Linked DNA regions of Mus musculus: region 2 is linked to region 1. A link is a contact called in public HiCAR-type data. All regions are on one chromosome and are shown on one strand. Each heading gives the region's core, a stretch centred on a gene start, on an enhancer-like site or on the middle of the called end of the contact. The rest is flanking DNA. Distances are from core to core; before and after follow the strand shown. Region 1 holds the start of Tcte2 (t-complex-associated testis expressed 2). Region 2 holds the start of Dll1 (delta like canonical Notch ligand 1).

Region 1 (2,975 bases), core at 454-2,953:
TACCAAAATAAACAAACAATAGAAAACACTCATCATGCTCTCACCAACAAGCATAAAAGACTGCCCAATTAAACAAATACAAGGCTTAAACCTTCCCACAAATCAACTTCTGCAGGGAATCTTTTCAATGGTCACTGAACATCTACAGGGGTTGGTGTACTTCCTATCCTCTTGTAGAAACCTGCTTAATTGTAACAGCCAAATGGAATAAGAAGCAAACAGGATGGTAAAACTGTTTGCAGATGCAGCTCAGACACAACAGGCTGCAGCCACTGGTCTTACACTACTCATAGAACTCAGCTTACTTATATGATATAGTGTGCTAATAAAAAACAGCTTCAAATTGAACAGAATAATTTTAATAGTACTCAAAGATTCTCTAAAACAACAAAATAGAAAATGTGAGCTAGCCATTACATTTTGAAAACAAATTAATTTCATTATGAAAGGCTTTCAATTACAAGTTGTTTCTAAAAATAGAAATGTTCAGATGTAAGAGAGGGTAATGAAAAAGATAATTTCATTTAAGTCCTGTAATTTTTTTCATTGTCTACACAACTCTTTACCTGCAGAAAACTGGGGGGGGGGGGGGGGAACATTCCACAAAACATGCAACTTTACTGTTCATCTCTCCAAAATGATAAAGTTTCAAGTGAATGCTTATAGAATAGAATCCAGTTAAATCTAAAATATTTAATTTAAAATGTTTTAAAGCTAACTCCTCAATTTAAGACTAAAACACTAAGCTGTTACTTCTCAACAGAAAACACATCTTTTCTTAATCAGATAAGAACTCTGGGGGAGGGGGAGGAACAAGGGAATTCACTTGACTAGCAATATTTTACTTGCAAAGTTTATCCTGCCATTTAAAAAAAAAAAAATCAAGCTAATTATTCTGAAAGACAAAATAATACTGAAACTATATTGATTCAGGGCTCCTTTCTAAAGAGTCGCTTGTAAGGCTATGAACGAACACTAACTACACAGTAAATTTGCTTACTAAAATACAACTCGTAAAATCGTTACAGAAGATGAATTATGAATCAGGAGTAACTTAACATCCACCGGTGTTCAAATTGGCCACCTGAACCTAATAATTTACCTTAGCTTGTCAAATAGGGATCGAGAGAAAGGGCTCTAACTAGGTCAAGTGTGCTCACAAGAAGGTGAGAGGGAAGGAGAGGAAAACCTGCCTTCCTCCACCGGCAAAATTAAGTCAATCTGAGAAGACTGCTCAGATCTACCAAATCTGTGTTCGCGGCTAAGCGCTGGCTGCTGTGTTTCAGCAAGCACCTCTTAGGTTTCAAAGCCAGAGCTATTTCCAAATCCGGCACAAGTCCTGGGTATAGTGTGGGGTCGCGTGGAACAGGTCTGCCCAGCCACAACTTAACCAAACGCCCTTTGGCCCGCTGTCTAACGGAGGCTTCCCCGAGGCTTCCCGCCGGCCACGGAACTCCTCCGACAGTCTCCCCGGTACCAACCGGCTGGCTGGATACCGGCCCTCACCCCACCCCCAAGATCGTCCAGAACGCTTCCCGCAGCCCCGCTGCGTACCGCCAGCGCACGGGGCTGGAGCAGGGGTTTATCTGTCTGCCCGCTGCGCGCCACCGGACCCCGCCGGGCTAGAACGCACGCGCGCCGTGGGGCGCACGGGGCTCACACCGCCGCGGGCATCGGCCGGTCACGTGGCCTCGGAGGGGCCGAGATCCGCGTCCCGACGGTTCGAAGACGCCATCAAAGAAACCGGCGGCGAGGAGCGCATCCCGCAGGGGAAGGCCCGCGGCCTGCGTGGGCCGCGACGGGGACCGGTGCGCTGGCAGGTAAGGGCCGGGAGGGCACAGGTGGGTCGTGCCGCACAGGTGGGCGGCCAGGTGCAGTCCTGTGGGCGCAAGCGGGGCCTGAGGACACAAGTGCGCGCCTGGAAAGGATGCGGGTGACACAGGTGGGGTCTGAGGACCCACGTGGGTGGCCAGGCGGAGTCCCGGGGACACAAGTGCACGTCCAGGTGTGTCTCCGCGCGCAGGTGGCCGGCCCGCCCTCTGCGCCGGCCACCAAGCCGCCCTGGACCCCGCCCGGGCGGCGGGGCACCGCAGGAGGCGACAAGGACGAGCGCCCCTAGGGACCCCGCTGGCCAGTACGGTGGGCGGAGGCCGAGGGGACAGGGCCGCGGGCGAGGGCGGGTCCGCGGGCGGACGGGCGGGCGGGCAGGCCAGCGGGGGAGGGGCGGCCGCGGGACCCCACCGCGCTCTGCCTCCCGCGGCCTCCGCGTCGCCGGCCCGCGCGCGGGCCCCCTCCCCTCGCACCCCGGCGGCGGCGGCGGCGCTCACCTCGGTCGGCTGGCTGATCTCGAACAGGTCCAGCCGGTTGGCGTTCCAGTGGTGAATGATGTCGGCCAGCTTCCGCCGCTCTTCGTCGCGGCCGCCCGCCGACATGATCGCGGCCGCTCCTCCCCAGGGCCAGCCGGGCCGGAACACCGCAGGCCGCCTCACCGCCGCCGCCGCCGCCGCGCGTCCTCCGCCGGGCTCGGCCCGCGTCCGGCCCGCGCCGCTTCAGCCCGCCTCAGCCGCGGCCGGTGCGCCGAGCGCCGCCCCCCGCCCTCCCGCCGCCGTGCGCGCCCGCCCGCCGTGCGCGTCCCCGCGAGCGCGCGCCGCGCCGCTAGGTGCTGCCGCGTGGTCGCGCGCGCGTGCGTGCGTGCAGGGGCGCGTCGGGTGTCAGCGGGCCGCACTCGCTCTGTGCCGGAGGCGTGAGTCCTCACCGGAGCCGCTCGGTCCTGCGGCCGCGCTCGGTCCGCCCTGGGCAGGCTCAGGGGTGGCGGACGAGCTGGCGAGCAGAGGGGCGGCGCCCTGACGGGCGGGGCGACCCGGAGCTGCAGAGCGGGATGGACAGGTGGGCGTGGGCTGCGCGGCCGGCGGAACTGGCCGGCCATCCCGCCGCGGCCCTGACGCCTGGGCTGCGCTGGCTGCTGGGGTCAAATC
Region 2 (2,728 bases), core at 80-2,579, 1.6 Mb before region 1:
ACATTGTCGCAGAGGCCGCGGCGTGCGCGGAGGGGAGCTCTTTCTCTCCGCATTGTGCAGAGAGCAGGTGCTGTCTGCATTACCATACAGCTGAGCGCACAAAGAGCCACTGATTCAGCCTCGCACAATAACAGACTGCCTTAATGACAGCCACGCGAACGACACACACCAAACTCACTTTTTACCAAGCAGAGGGAGGCCTGAGGGGAATACCCAGGAGAGTGGGACCGGACACCAGTGAAGGTGGTGTTGGTTGAAAATCTCCCGGGAGAGGGTGTGTACACCGGGAAAGGGGTAAGCTTAGCTTTTGGCTCTGCTGGCTCAGGGAATACACTATCCGGACCCCAATTCCCCATTTCCAGTGATCGTGGACAACACGGAGACAGCAGCGCTCCGGGACACTGCGGTGTCTGGGGGTGTCCGGCCCGGATCGCTAGCCCATCGGCACTCTCCGAGGCTCAATCGCCAGGCTTCACCAGAGGTATAAGCGTGCCTAACCTCCCCAAACTTCCCAAACTGCCGGGGTGCTCTTGCCACCCTTTGCCCACCTCTTCAAGGGTCCCTTTCCTACCGGGCACCCCGCCCCCGCCCCCTCCGGGAGACTCCTCCTTAGAAAGAGGCTGCCAGGGAGGAGGGGCAGCAGCAGGGACGCGGGCCTCTAACCTCTCCCCGGTTCCTCAGTCCCTAGGACTGAACAAACGAGGAGAGCCTAGGCGGCTAGTGTTGGAAACGCCAAGGTCCGGAGGCCGCGTCCTGCGAGCGAGTCTAGCGGTGACCGCGAGTGGGAGGCTCAGGCCGCCCAGCGTGCCTAGGGTCTTCGGGCCTGTGGCGGTGGGGCGGTGGGCGACGCGGCCTCAGCTCCAGCTCCGGGAGCAGAGCGGTTCGTCTCCGGGAACGTTTTGCAGGAATGTAAATGAGCGGGTTTTGCGCTGGGGGAGGGAGGCGAAGGGGCGAGGGCGGAGGCAGAGAGGACTAGGGGGCGGGGAGGTGGGGGGCGGGGAGGAGGGTTGCACATTTTACAGCTCACTGACCATTTGGCGATCCATTGAGAGGAGGGTTTGGAAAAGTGGCTCCTTTGTGACAGCTCTCGCCAGATTGGGGGGCTGCTCATTTGCATCTCATTAGTTATGCGAGCGGCCGGCAGGATTTAAGGGTGGCAGGCGCCAGCCCGGGCCAGATCCTCCGGCGTGCACCCGCGGTTACCCTGTCTGACCAGGGCAGGTCACGGGAGAGCACCGGTGCGGCACGGAGCCTCCCACGCTTCGGCCTCCGGTCCTCGGTGTGTGTTCTCGCATGGCATTGGCTGAATTCTTGAGGAAGACGCGAGGCTTGGCGATAGTGCAAGAGATACCGGTCTAGAACACTCTGGGAGCGGCAGCGGCTGCCGAGTGACGCCGGGCCGGGAAACCAGGGCGCGCGCCGCAGTCCTTGCCACCACCGTTCCCACCGCGCCCCTCGGGGCCCCGGATTATCGCCTCACCGGTGGGATTTCCAGACCGCCGCTTCCTAATAGGCCTGCGAAGGAAGCCACTGCAAGCTCTCTTGGGAATTAAGCTGAACATCTGGGCTCTCTTCCCTCTGTGTCTTATCTCCTTTCTCCTCTTTCCCTCCGCGAAGAAGCTTAAGACAAAACCAGAAAGCAGGAGACACTCACCTCTCCGTGGACTGAAAGCCAGACGAAGAGGAAACCGAAAGTTGTCCTTTCTCAGTGCCTCGTAGAGCTCTTGCCGGGGACCTAGCTGAAGGCACCGCACCCTCCTGAAGCGACCTGGCCCTGATAGCACACCTGGAGCCGAGAGACGCCTTTCCGCCAGTACTCCTCGGGTCATATAGACTTTCCTGGCATCCCTGGGTCTTTGAAGAAGAAAGAAAAGAGGATACTCTAGGAGAGCAAGGGCGTCCAGCGGTACCATGGGCCGTCGGAGCGCGCTAGCCCTTGCCGTGGTCTCTGCCCTGCTGTGCCAGGTAGGGGGCCGGGCGGGGCTGCTGCGCGGTGGAGGGAGGGGAGTCGGACCAGCCGATCAGCTGTCCATCCCCAAGTGACTCCGGCAGCGACGACCCCGAGAGCTGCCCGGCAGCGGGCAGCTCCGGATGGGCGCTGAGGTGCGCTCGGCCTCTGCGTCCTAGCAAGGGCCCGCGCGCCCCCGGGTCCCTCCGCCGCCGGCGCGACCTCACGCCCCTTCCCCGCGCAGGTCTGGAGCTCCGGCGTATTTGAGCTGAAGCTGCAGGAGTTCGTCAACAAGAAGGGGCTGCTGGGGAACCGCAACTGCTGCCGCGGGGGCTCTGGCCCGCCTTGCGCCTGCAGGACCTTCTTTCGCGTATGCCTCAAGCACTACCAGGCCAGCGTGTCACCGGAGCCACCCTGCACCTACGGCAGTGCTGTCACGCCAGTGCTGGGTGTCGACTCCTTCAGCCTGCCTGATGGCGCAGGCATCGACCCCGCCTTCAGCAACCCCATCCGATTCCCCTTCGGCTTCACCTGGCCAGTGAGTGGGCACCTGCGCGCACTCGGCTGGGTCTGGAGGGGTAGGGGTGGCTGGTTGGTGGTTGGCAGTGGGAAGAAGGCAAGGGCCACTGATAAGGGTTGGGGAATCCCACAAAGACACGCCTGAGGTCTTGACTTCTTACTGGGAACTGACTGGCAGTTGAGGAGGGGGTGTGGAACCCCAGAGGCTTTTGCAAGCCCTGGGCATTTCTCACACACCTCCTACTTACCTGAAAGGTCGAA

Evidence for each region. HiCAR-type assays count read pairs that join an accessible place to other places.
Region 2: a HiCAR-type map of astrocytes shows a contact between it and region 1, with 4 times the contacts expected there. The contact joins the promoter of Dll1 here to the promoter of Tcte2 in region 1. A contact is called at or near these places in 2 of 115 datasets of contacts at active chromatin or transcription factors (astrocytes and pancreatic cancer cells).

Annotation. Positions count from the first base shown.
Region 1 is chr17:13,760,131-13,763,105 of GRCm38.p6, reverse strand. Tcte2 (t-complex-associated testis expressed 2) reads left to right here and starts at 1,703. Exons shown (of 3, transcript NM_022311.3): 1 at 1,703-1,820. Afdn (afadin, adherens junction formation factor) reads right to left here and starts at 2,565. Exons shown (of 33, transcript NM_010806.1): 1 at 2,328-2,565. The coding sequence starts at 2,432.
Region 2 is chr17:15,374,424-15,377,151 of GRCm38.p6, reverse strand. Dll1 (delta like canonical Notch ligand 1) reads left to right here and starts at 1,329. Exons shown (of 11, transcript NM_007865.3): 1 at 1,329-1,965; 2 at 2,193-2,486. The coding sequence starts at 1,912.